Linked DNA regions of Danio rerio: region 1 is linked to region 2. Evidence: chromatin contacts called from public HiChIP or PLAC-seq data. All regions are on one chromosome and are shown on one strand. The core of a region is the stretch at or near the end of the contact, and the rest is flanking DNA. Distances in the headings are between cores, read along the strand shown. Region 1 holds the start of brd4 (bromodomain containing 4). Region 2 holds the start of LOC137489850.

The links. HiChIP or PLAC-seq counts read pairs in DNA pulled down with a chosen protein or histone mark.
Region 1: a contact with region 2 is called in an H3K4me3 HiChIP or PLAC-seq map of gastrula embryo, with 2.6 times the contacts expected there. The contact joins the promoter of brd4 here to the promoter of LOC137489850 in region 2. A contact is called at or near these places in 1 of 18 Hi-C or Micro-C datasets (caudal fin) and 1 of 4 datasets of contacts at active chromatin or transcription factors (gastrula embryo).

Annotation. Positions count from the first base shown.
Region 1 is chr3:55,648,134-55,655,252 of GRCz12tu, reverse strand. It overlaps brd4 (bromodomain containing 4), which reads right to left and starts at 4,376. Exons shown (of 20, transcript NM_001111281.2): 1 at 4,311-4,376. It overlaps LOC570571 (epoxide hydrolase 4), which reads left to right and starts at 6,309. Exons shown (of 7, transcript XM_068219440.2): 1 at 6,309-6,688. The coding sequence starts at 6,446.
Region 2 is chr3:55,499,102-55,505,535 of GRCz12tu, reverse strand. LOC137489850 reads left to right here and starts at 4,246. Exons shown (of 4, transcript XM_073945057.1): 1 at 4,246-6,392. The coding sequence starts at 6,251. It overlaps dsn1 (DSN1 component of MIS12 kinetochore complex), which reads right to left. Exons shown (of 11, transcript NM_001386492.1): 3 at 2,097-2,355; 4 at 1,948-2,021; 5 at 1,789-1,861.

The sequences.
Region 1 (7,119 bases), core at 3,127-5,626, 150 kb before region 2:
ATGATATCAGTGCATTTAACAATTAGCCTTTTCTACAAACATGTTTTCGGCTGCCCGCACCACTCGCTTATGATGACTCAGGCTCTGTGCAGCCTTTAACTGCAGCTTGTGCTATTACTGAACAGACGCACGAAACTTCATAACTAAAGTGGCTGTTTGTCGACTGAACTAAATTTATTTTTGTTGTCTTGGTGACACTGTTTGGAGGGTTGGAACAAAGTGCCTCGGGGGCCGGATTCAGCCCGCGGCCGGCCAATTCGGTGCACCACGATGCAGATGCGGACAATTTGGTATCGGTTCATTAATAATCATAACCGGTTATTATGTAGTGACGTCATTCATCTCATATATGTCGCCGTAGCTTACTATGGTGAGTATTTACAACGCTCCAACTACTTACAAACACAGAAACTGTGCACAAATTTTGAGAATTGAGAAAATGAAAGTAAACTCCATTTTTCTCTCCCTCACTGTGGCCTATTTGACCTGCTAGCGTGACTTTTTCTCTCCTCTCGACTGTTACAGTGATACTTCTAGATACAGACATGAGAGTTTTCATTTGAATCTTTCATTTAACTTTCAAGATGCCCTCAGCAGTGCAAATGGCAGTGAAGTGTAAAATGTAACATGACGTAAACTAGACATGAGCCATATACACAATGACTCATTATAAAAATGCACAATATCAATATAGCAGTTACGGCTGCACAACTAATTGAAAAACATGGAAACCTCCAAACAGTGTTGAGAGGCAGCATACTGTATTTATAAAGTATAACGCACCCAAAAATGTAACGCATGTCTTCATGTAATGTATTCATGGCCGCGAAATCACAAGTGAGCTGTGTGCTTACCACAGAGAGGACTCGCGTAGCCTCAAATGATGTCTACTTTATTGAACAGAACCTGCATAGGCAGAGAATAACAGGTAATAAAGTTGTAAATAGTGAACAGGCTGTTGCACAGTGACTGTCTGGGAGTCGCACAGGAAGACTGATTGGCATGCAAGTTTTTTGTTTGTTTGTTTTCCTCAAAGTGACATCAGTCATGACATAAACCAGACTCAGCAGTAAAGTGAAACCAAAAACTCACACACCAAATGATGATATCGCATTTTAGCGTTATGATTACAACAAGCATTTGATATGAGTGTTGTGCATAAGAAAAAATGTTTAACAGTGTCAGTATAACTACTCTAGCCTATGTTATGTTGTATATAACGCAAAAAAGAATTTGATAATGACAAATATCTAATTTTAAAAGTGAAAAAAAATGGTGTAATATAAATGTTGTCAATGACAGGTTGCAAGCATATGTCTCAAACATCATAACTCAACTTCAGAACTATGAATGGTTGTATTCTGATTACTTTACTGTGCGGTAATGACCAGGACGAATTTAAAGCCTATGCGGGTCCATCACTGCAAGTCTACACAAAATTTAGCATGTTGACCAACAGTAGACCTACACATAATAATATTATTATTATTGCTATTTTATCATATGTTTAAGAATAACAATAATCATAGCCTGTTCATATTACCCTTTATTTAACATCTACAGAATCGTGATCTTAATTTTAAGGAAAACAAATTGTGATTCTCATTTTAGCCAGAAACATGCAGCCTTAGTGGGCGCTTCAAAATACTTAAAATTTTAGAGTGCTTTTTTAAAATCATATTCAGATTGTTGTATTGCAGTGGTGGTAAATTCTTGAAGATGCCATTTCGTTTTAAACTGGAACATTTTCACGTTTATACGGCATTAAAATTCTGTAAGGGCGAGGCAGTGGCGCAGTAGGTAGTGTTGTCGCCTCAAAGCAAGAAGGTTGCTGGTTCGAGCCTCGGCTGGGTCAGTTGGCGTTTCAGTGTGGAGTTTGCTTGTTCTCCTTCCATTCGCATGGGTTTCCTCTGGGTGCTCCGGTACAGGTGAATTAGGCTAAATTGTCCGTAGTGTATGACTGTGAATGAGTGTGTGTGGATGTTTCCCAGAGATGGGTTGTTGCTAGAAGGGCATCCACTGCTAAAAAGATATGCTGGATGAGTTGGCGGTTCATTCCACTGTGGTGACCCCTAGAATAATAAAGGGACTAAGCTGAAAAGAAAATGAATAAAAATTCTGTGACTATTTATAGACTTTTTTCACTAACTTTGTAGAGTAAGGTAACATTTGTAAACATGGGTTAACGTAGCTGAAGTAGAATTATGTTTTTTTTTATTAGTTACAGTTAATTTAACAATGTAATGACAACAAGTATACTGTTTGAATACCCTGTTTTGTATATTTATTTATGCATTGCTTGTTTGCACCATAGGCTGGGAGGACTTTAATTACGTCGGTGCTGTATATCAAGATTGTTTAGCATATCTGACCAAAATAATGACTTGGGGGGGTGTTACCTGGTGGTGTTATTTTCTTAAATAATCTGCAATAATGCTTTAAAATAAATAGTTATTATATTAAATAAAAATATTTACTAATAAAATTAAGTTGCATTCTTTTAAAAGACGTATAACATTACTATAATATGGCAATTTCTCACTATTTCTCAATGATTTTGAGAGCATGGAAGCTGAAAACTTGACACATAAAACAATTAAAACAAAATCAGTTAACATTTATTTGAGGTTAATAAATGTAAATTTTAAAGAATTAAATTATGGGCTTAAAATGCATGTTATTTAGATTGTGAAGACATTCACAACGATTGTGATTCTCATTTTATTAGTAATAAATTCCAAGTGTTGCTCACTCCAAATTAATGACCACAAAGATTATAAGGCAGGCTGTCGATTCATAGTCACCAGATTAGTTTACACAATATAAAAACCGTTTAATACCACAGAACAAAACTGTCAATCACAAAGTTATTTGCAATACAGTAAAAGCCCTTAACACAATTTCACATTCACAAGCTGAATGTGATAGTAGCTGACACTAATTCAACTCAGAACTCCAACAAACATTATAAAGTGCACAAAATTGCTCAATTAATCGTTTAAAAACAACAAATCAAGCTAGGCCTGGAAACCTGTCAGTCATGCATCAGCTGTCAATCACAGAGCTACGATGACGGTGATGCCAGAAACCAAACAACGCAAAAACTGCTCGTCATGCAAGTTCTGGTGTTGAACTAACAGCTTATGCTGAATGTATTTAATACACCATATATGCGTTTACCTCTATAACGAGACAACCGAAATTTCTGCAACCAAATCAGGATCACTAAAATGAAATCTGAACGCAAACCGAAAGCATTGCGAGGCTAATACCGCGACTGATAAGAGCTGCAAACTGACAGCGTTTCGAACCAAATTTACCTTACTTTAAAATATAGTTATAATACTAACACTAAAAACACACATTTCTACTATATACATTTACTTTCTTGCATTGCATTTTGCTTACAACGTAAAGGTTGCGAGCTTCCCGTTATACGGCGCAGAAACACAAAATGGCGACTGCGGGCAGCTCAGCTGAGTCCTTACACTCAAAGTCGCTCAAACACTGAGGCCACGCAGTTATATTCCCGTTAAACGGGCTCATACACACTCAAAACAAATACTAGAGGGATATAATGCGGTTTGGGTCAGTATAACCGGCATTAACAGCAAGAGAACGAGGTGTACATTTGCTCTGACCCGCTATCAATGCTAACTGTGTGTGTCACGGACTCGTCGTGCACGTATCTCAGTGTGCGTACATGATCAAAACACACGCTCACCACTGATCAAAAGCCTGAAACTAACACGAGCCGTGATTAATAGACATCTGTCAATGTCAGACGCTTGAAACGAGCGCGGATCACATGAACCCGACTTAATTAATTTGACCGTGCGTAAAAGTGCGGGCATTCTCGAAGCATTCTACGTTAAATCGCCTGCATTCCCGCACAGGGAAACGTGAGATTTTCGCGCAGCGCGGCCGTCAAGCTGCGCAGAGCAGGGATGCGATGCTAAAACTATACAGCAGTCGGCCTAATGCTAACAAACAACCTCAGTACCCTGCATTATCCTTTTCTTTAACACACGCCTAATGCACAGAACATACTTCGTCTCTAAAGCACACATGCATCCAGCCAAAGGGCTAAAACACATCCACACTGAGCCGTTTTCACGAACGAGTGTGCTTTCCTAGTAGCTAGCATTAGCATTCGGCGACACACAGGCCGCTCTCTCCGCGCACACCAGACAATCATTTCAGCGCTGATTAGCGCGCTTGACCCTTGCTCGAAACGACGCAGCACACGCTGGCACCGTTAGTAAGAAATAAACGCTTTGCATAAGTATGAAAGCCGTGAGTTTATTTACCTGCTTTATTTTGTTGTGAGGACGCGCGGGCTCTTTCTCTCCCACAATCCAGAACAAACAGCTCGAGACGTCGGTGACGTCATGCAGCGCGGAGGACGCACAGGACGTGAGGACAGCGAGCGCTGCTGTCACACGTGTGAAAGATCACTTAAAGCCGCTCTGCTCGCTTTTAAACCACAGTCTCAAATTAGAGAGCAGTATGAGGCGACGTGGTGGGAGAAAAGTCTAGTTTAATCAATGGAAAGACATCAGGACAGAAATAAATCTTTATAGTGTTCATTTTTGTTCCATATCGTTCTTTCTTTCTGCCTATTATATTGCATGCACGAAACAACATATAAATATCTACAATGTATTAAAAGCAATGTGCTAAGATTTAAACTAATGAACAAACCTTGAGCTAAAGTTGAATAAATATGCTTTAATAAATCAATTTACTCCGTGAGGGAATTGGTTGGGCATGAAATTCTGTGATAGTCAATGTAAAAATAGCTTCATTTAAAAGTAATGTTAATATAAAACTTTTCGTACACAACATATTGATGAATTACCATTTATAATTGGACATTTACACACATGGGCATTTTTATAAGCAAAAGAGGGGCTGAATAAAAATAAAAATAAGCAATCTTCACCTATTTGCAAGACTTAGAACTTGTTCATATTAGATTATATATATATATATATATATATATATATATATATATATATATATATATATATATATATATATATATATATATATATATGTATGTATGTATGTATGTATGTATGTATGTATATATGTATGTATATATATATATATATATATATATATATATATAATCTAATATGAACAAGTTCTAAGTCTTGCAAATATATATATATATATATATATATATATATATATATATATATATATATATATATATATATATATATATATATATATATATATATATATATATATATATATATATATTATTTTTCCCCAATGTTGTTTAACGGAGAAAATATGTTTTCAACAAATTTCTAAACATAATAGCTATAATAACTCATTTCTAATAATTGATTTACTTTATCTTTGCCATGATGACAGTACATAATATTTTACTAGATATTTTTCAAGACACTTCTACGACATTTAAAGGCTTAACTAGGTTAATTAGGTTAACCAGACAGGTTAGGGTAATTAGGCAAGTTATTGTATAATGATTGTTTGTTCTGTAGACTATTGGAAATAAATATAGCTTAAAGGGGCTAATAATTTTAACCTTAAAATGATTTTTTTTAATTATTAAAAATTGCTTTTATTTCAGCAAAAATAAAACAAATAACACTTTCTCCAAAAAAAAAAAAATATATATATATATCTTCAGACATACTGTGAAAATTTCCTTGCTCTGTTAAACATCATTTGTGGAATTTAAAAAAAAAGAAAAAATAATAATTCTGACTTCAACTGTATTTATTTATTTATTTATTTATTTATAAAAACAAAAAGGAACAGGTATCAAGGTATCAATCAGGTATCAATCAAGCCTTTATTTGTCACTACACTTTTATATAGCGAAATTGGACCACCCAGACCATACACAAAACATCACACTTTTTAGGGGAGACAGATCATAGGAGGTGGACAGATCATAGGAGGTAATAAGTTTTACAATAGAGATTACATACAATAAGTAATCAACAGTCTATGGGTAAAAAATATTAAAAAGTAAATAAAATTGTAACTAAATAATTAATAAATATACTATATATACTTAGAAATATACTTTTTGTTGTCAAACTTTGCAGAGAAATAGCTTACCTTTCTGGTGTACTGAGTTTGATCAACCACTCAAAGACTTAAAAAAAAACAATGTTATTTTAGAATTGGCAAATTTATTGACACAAACTAATATTAACAATATTAATCAGCAGTTCAGGTTACATAGCTTATCCATGTATGTTATTGTTCGATTAAGAAAAAAAGCATTGTGATTAAGTCAGTCTTCTGGATAATTTATATGTGGTATAAAAATAGCTCAGTGACAGTTGTTTCCACAAAGTCACATGGGGTGTATTGAAGGGTGAACTTCTCCAAAGACAAGCAGCATTAGCTATAATGTCTCTAGATATATCTCTCTGACTATTACTGTTATATAATCATGAGCAACTCTTTAATGCACTGGCTTTTACTACCAACACGGCTAAGCTTATGGACCCTCTCTTTGGTCTATTACATTGTGGTGTATGGCACAGCTGGACTGACTGCTTGCTTGGTTTTGATCCGGATCGCCTGGACTGGATTAAAGGATCCATATGGAACTTTTCAATGGACCGTCCGAAAGAAACCCCCAGCCTGTCTTCAAGACCCTGAGCTTGGTGACCATGCATTTCTGAAGGGCAGGGTGAGAGGATTTTAAATGGAAAAAATATCAGTTATTTATGCTATCGGATGATTTTTTGAAAGATTATCTTTCAACACAGTATTATACAAATATTATTTTTGAAGCTATACAGTAGGTTAAATAAAAATTTTAATATAATTGGCGAGTAACGTTGTCGACTATTTTTTGGTGTTTATTTAAGTTATAATTGTAGGCTAATTTTGCTGTAAATTTAATGGCAGTCTCTCATTGAAAACGTAAAAGTAAACCAGCAGTATTTCTCCTCCTGTGTCCTGTGTCTTTAGAAAGGTGAATGAAAGGCTAAAGGATTGTCCAAATCTGGTGTTAGTGCGCCACCTGTGTTTAAAAAAATAGCACGGCGTTCACAATCCTGCTGGCTTTCCTTTGTCTTTATGATCACACTTCAGCGCTGTAACTCTTGCAGATTTACT
Region 2 (6,434 bases), core at 2,997-5,496:
TCAGATTTGCAGTGTGGTAACAGATCATGTTCCTAAAGCAGAGGTGGGCAAACTACAGCCCGTGGGCCATAAGCGACCCGCTGAACACTTTTATCCGGCCCGCAAGGGAGTTTTTAAAATGCTGCTTCTGAGAAGGTTTGGTTTAGAATTAGTAAATTGATAAAGCAATACAAGTGAACGCCATGTGATGGCAGCACTGCACGCAGTACAGTTAGTGCAATCAGTAGACTTAGAACACACTCTCAGATATTAAAATGCACTCGACAGTTAATGACCGAACGCCATAGATATATACATTAGATGTCGCCTTCCCTGTTGTTGTCTATTAGAAGGAATGCGTCAATAGAGCCGTCAATTTAGTACAGGGTATCGCTCCTTTGAAATGAATGCGGGACCAATCTGCAATGGAGAACTGTGGCAATCCAGAGCCAGAGAATCACACATATATACATATATCTATGATCGGGAGTTTTCCCGGAGGTCAGTGTGCAGTATCTTTTTTTTTTAATTACGAAACGTATAATTTTACATCACTTTTCTACATTGATGGATAAGTGATCGCACAGGCATTCCTGACAAAAAGCTTGTGTTTGTGTGTATGGAAATGTACTATCCACCCACCCTGTTAAATTAGTTCTAATCATGTCCTGAAACACACCTCCACACCTGCTTTCACTTCTCATACTGACGGAGGGAGCGATTTGTTTGTGTATGAACTTATGAATGGAATTTGTGTATTTACAAATTGTGTTTTGAAATTACGAAAGAAATTTGTGTATTTTTGAATTGTGTTTTGAACTTATGAATGGAATTTGTATATTTACGAATTGTGTTTTGAACTTGTGAATAGTATTTCAGTCATGTATAAATTTATACATAGGATTTGTGCATTTACAAATTGTGTTTTGAACTTAAGAGTGGAATTTGTGTATTTTTGAATCGTGTTTTAAACTTATGAATGGAATGTGTATTTACAAATTGTGTTTTGAATTTACAAATGGAATTTGTGAATTTTTAAATCGTGTTTTGAACTTAAAAATGGAATTTGTGTATTTTTAAATCGTGTTTTGAATTTATGAATGGGATTTGTATATTTACGAATAGTGTTTTGAACTTACGAATGGTATTTGAATCATGCTTTGAATTTACGAATTGGGATTCGTGCATTCACAAAATGTGTTTTGAACTTAACAATTAAATTTGTGTATTTTTGAATTGTGTTTTGAACTTAATAATGGGATTTGTGTAATTTTTAATTGTTTTAAATTTACAAATTGGACTTGTGGATTTACAAATTGTGTTTTGAACTTACAAATTGGATTTTGTAAAAGTGAATTGTGTTGTGGATGTGTAAAACTTCTTTGTAAATGTATTAGTTTTGAAACTGATCTGGCTCCATGCTACTTCCTGTCTAAACACTCTGCCATCCCAATAAAGAACAACAATAATAAATAAAATGGTTTTAAGCTCTGAAAAGTGAATATTTTATATTGATCTATTTTCATAAATAAATGATCTAAATGATAACTCTTGATTGAAAATTTTAAAACACATTATCAGTAGTTTAAAAAACTAACAAATGGACATTTCACTCAGTGTACCTATTAAAGCCAAATCCAGATACACAATAATAACTTTGAAGTTGTCTCTTAAATGTTTTTTAAAAAGCTGTTATTTTTTAATGAATTTCCTACCAAAAAAAGTCATGAAAATGTAACACTGAGGACTGATCATACTTTCATTACCATTGATCCAGACAGAACACTTAAAAACCCTGACTTTACTTACCTTGAGTCTGAAGAGTCTCTGTATCAACACCAGGGATGGTGTACAGACTGCTTTTGACCCTCTGCACCGTCCTCTAGAAAACAATCCGCAAAGACGAAAAGGTAAAAAGTCAAACTCATCAAGGACCAAAAAGTAATACAAAAACTGCATTGTAAAGACCTGCATCGCAGCTTTCATGAGCATCTCCAGTCTCTCATCATCAGGTAAAGACAGACTGATGGTTTCACACAGAGCTAAAAGAGAACATCAACAATCAGAAATGACTCCAGCAGAACGTCCTGTAAAAGGCTCTGTGATGCAGGACTCACGCTGAGAGGAGCTGCTGAAGGCCGGTAGAGAGCGCCGGCCTCTGGATGATCTCCTCAAGGACTTCCGCCGAGAACGAGGGTTTTGTTCGGCAGCAGGAACACTTACACTTTCCTCTTCAACCTTGTTCTCGGGCTGCTCGTCGTCTTCTAAACGCTGCATTGCTGCTGGAGCAGGAGAAGTGCAGGGAGACTTCTGAGGAGGACCAGAGACGTGGTTGCTATCATGAGGGCGTTTGACTCCATGAGAGCCTTCTGAGGCCTAGATCATACACATGAAATTAAAACAGTTAAAGGGACAGTTCACGCAAAAATAAAAAATTTACTAACCATTTACACAAGATTTTATGAACATATTTCTTCTGTTGAGCACAAAACAAGAAGATACATAGAATGTTGGAAAAATACAGCCATTGACCTCCATAGTAGTAATACAAAATACTATGGAAGTTAATGGCTGCTGCTTTTCTCCATATTCAAATTATCCTGTTGTGAGTTCAACAAAAGAAACAAACTCAAACAGGTTTGTAAGCTGAAGGTGAAAAGTGATGACAGGTAAACAGTATTTTATTCATATTCATTCTTAGAAACTGTAAAAAGTTCTTTTTTTTACAATCAACAATCCAATTTCTATTCTATTTGGTAGTCTTTAATATTTAAAAAAATATCTAAAAGTTTAAAAGTTTATTCTAATCAATTCAATTCAATAATTGCTTTATTGGCATGACAAATGTTACAAATGTATTGCCAAAGCAGTTATAAAGTTTACATAAAAAGTAACATACATATAAAAATTAAATAGTAAAAAATAGTAGTAGTAAAAAAAGATGATATTTATATATAATAATTAAATAAAATATTAACAATACAGCATATTATTTAATATATCACATTAATATTCAATATATTATATTATTATTCAACATATCATATTTTTCATAAAAATCAATACAAACATAGATCAGAATAAACTACATTTAACAATCAACATTTTAGGATAAAACAGTAATAAAAACAATAATAATCAGTATATTTACAATGATTAATTTATAATCACCTAGGTGTGTGTGTGTTTCTGCCGGCGCATCACTGATGTTTTTTTGGTCTGCTCTCTCTTTTTGTGACAAGCATTAATGTATTGGGCCGCTAGAAGGACACACTTATTTTTATTCTCTCTCTCTCTCTCTTTTATATATATATATATATATATATATATATATATATATATATATATATATATATATATATATATATATTTAATGTCCTGCTACATTTATTATTCATAATTTAAAACCTTTGAACCTTTAAAAACCAATTAATACATACATTAGATTTATTTTGTTAATATATGATCAAATCTAAAATTTTATGCAGTTCATACATTTTACTTTTAACACTCTGTACACAAAAATCAATTTCAGCAGCATTCATTTAAAATAAAATCTTTTGTAACATTAGAAACGTCTTTAAAATGGCAAATCATATAATGTGTGCTTGAGAAGTTTTTCTAAACAAACAAACAAAAAATTCTGAACAACTAAATCACAGGAATCTAATCGATTTTCAAATATATTCACATAGAAAAAAAAGTATCTGAATACTAATTCCTAGTATAACTGTTTTTATTCTATTGTGCCAATTTGAACCAACTAGTACCAATTGAGCATTATGTCAATGCCTCAGACTGGTTTCCTGAACATGACAATGAGTTTACTGTACTCAAATGGCCTCCAATAGTGGACCTTTGGGATATGATGGAAAGGGAGATTCACATCATGGATGTGCAGCTGACAAATCTGCAGCAACTTAGTGATTCTATCATGTCAATATGGACCAAAATCTCTAAGGAATATTTCCAGTACCTTGTTGAATCTATGCCGCGAAGAATTAAGGCAGTTCGGAAGGCGAATTAAGGTGTACCTAATAAAGTGGCCAGTGAATATATACTGTATTATGTGACTAAATAATTTTGGATTTATGTTTTTCCCTCTAATTATCATTTTGCTTTTTTCATTATTTCCATCTAAGGTTTGTTTAAAGTTTATTTTATTCCCATTATTAAAGTCAAAATACTTATATGATGCAAAAAACACAATACACACACACACACACACACACACACACACACACACACACACACACACACACACACACACACACACACACACACACACACACACACACACACACACACACACACACACACACACACACACACAGACACACACATATATATATATGGATGGTATTACTACAAACCATCTGAATAAATAAACCATTGTGTATTGTATTTTTATTTATTATTCTTAATATTTTTTTCCATTATCTTTTAATAATCATATCAGTTTTTCTTATTTGCGTACTTATTAAAACTAAGTGTGTGTAGGTATATATTCTATATATGTATTACAAAATCACTTTAAGATTGTACTCATTGTTTATGTATTCTGCAATACTTTGGCAATACTTAACAGCTTTGACTAGCTCTTTTGATTTGAATTCATTTAAAATTAATAATGATTTCAATAAGGAAATGTATTTAATGTGATTTTATTGTAGTAAAAAGTTACCTTTCTCTGTCTGCACCATAACAAAAGCCCTCATTATTTCAGCGTTTCTGCAGGTTTCATCAAGTCAAATTTAAGACATTTTAAGGTAATTTTAAGACCATTATGAATGAGATTTTAGATCATACATGTCTAAACACTAATGGTTTTCGGTTAATGGCCTGGTTAGACCAATGAAATTGAAAAAGGAACACATGTAGTTATTTCTTTACCACATATTTTAATGTGTCAAAACTAGAAAACTCTAGTTTGCATCTTATCCAGTTACTATGACCATTTATGTGAAGCTGCTTTGACACAATCTACATTGTAAAAGCGTTATACAAATAAAGCTGAATTGAATTGAATAGTTGTGTAGATTTTTTTCAACAAGCCTCTTTTTTAATTACAAGTTTAACATTGTTAAAAGTATATTTATTATGAAGAAAACAACACAAAAAATGCAAAAATATATATTGTTTGGATTTGGTCCAAATTGATTGAGTATAACTCTTATTCTAATGCGCTTCTGTTATAAACCCTTAAGTTTCATGCCTATTTATAAACTTTATGTTGTCCACTCACACTTTCTTATGTAAATAATTTGATTGTAAATGGAAGATTATGTAAAGGGATATAAAAATGATCAATTATAACAATAATACACTATTCCTAAAAGTTTAGCATGTTTAGCATTATCTGCAGATTAAAAAATCATTCTGGCTATACTTTAGCAAATGAAGTTATTTTGTATTTCATTTTTTGATCACTCAGTGTTACCAACTCAACTATTTTTGATTCACATTTTGAATATATGTTGCCTGCGCTTTTGCACACATTTGTTCTGCCTCTTACGGCCTGATTCTGAATTATTTTCTTGATTTTCATTTGTTAAACTATATTTTCTGTTCAAAGGTAATTATTTACATTTAGTTTTGATTTTTGTTTTTCTGCGAGTTGATGTTGCACTCCTACACTAATGACTATATTATTTATTTCTTATGGAAATGGCATGTATATTTGCGGCATGTCTAGCTGGATGGATCACATTGAAGCGGAATACTTTAAATTCATTTATTAGATATTATTTCAGTCAATATATGTCAGTTTTGTTGTTTGAGTTTCACAAAAAACTCTCAGGTTTCATTTGTTGTGCTTCTTTGTCTACAGTTACAGCAATTTCTAACTGATTATCTATTTAAGACAGCTTTTGTCCCTTAGATCAATTTATTTAGCTATTTTTTCATTTATTTTATGTCATTTGCACATTTGCAGTCATTTGAGTTTAAAAGAAAACATTTCTTAGTCTTATGTCTTGTTACCATAGTGACATGTTCTGAGAATAGAACGCATTCCAAAAGTGTACTTGAAGCCCTGCATCATCGGAGAATATCTTGTGAGTTTGTTGAAGTGGAGTAGTACAGGTGTGTTTTTGGCTGTTAAGTGTTAAAAAACTTGCGTTCCGAGAGTTTTGAGACCGTCTCAGCCATTGAACATCTTTCGTTTGAGTGATTCACGGTGCAAGACCGAAATCCTCATCCTATTCCAGCTAGCAAACCCCAAGTTTTTGAGTGGTTACAGGTGAAAGACTGAAACCCTGTACCGAATTATATGATGGTTGAACAGATTTCTGATCTCCCCACAACATCAGCTGCTAAAATGGAGGAAGACGAAGTTCCCAAAGCCTGCAAGATCTCCCAGAGCCAAAGAAAAGTGAAGCAGCTCAAAGAAAGGCCAAGAAATGGCACTAATAGTGAGTCTTATTTACATTGTGCTATCCAATATCCAGTGTTTT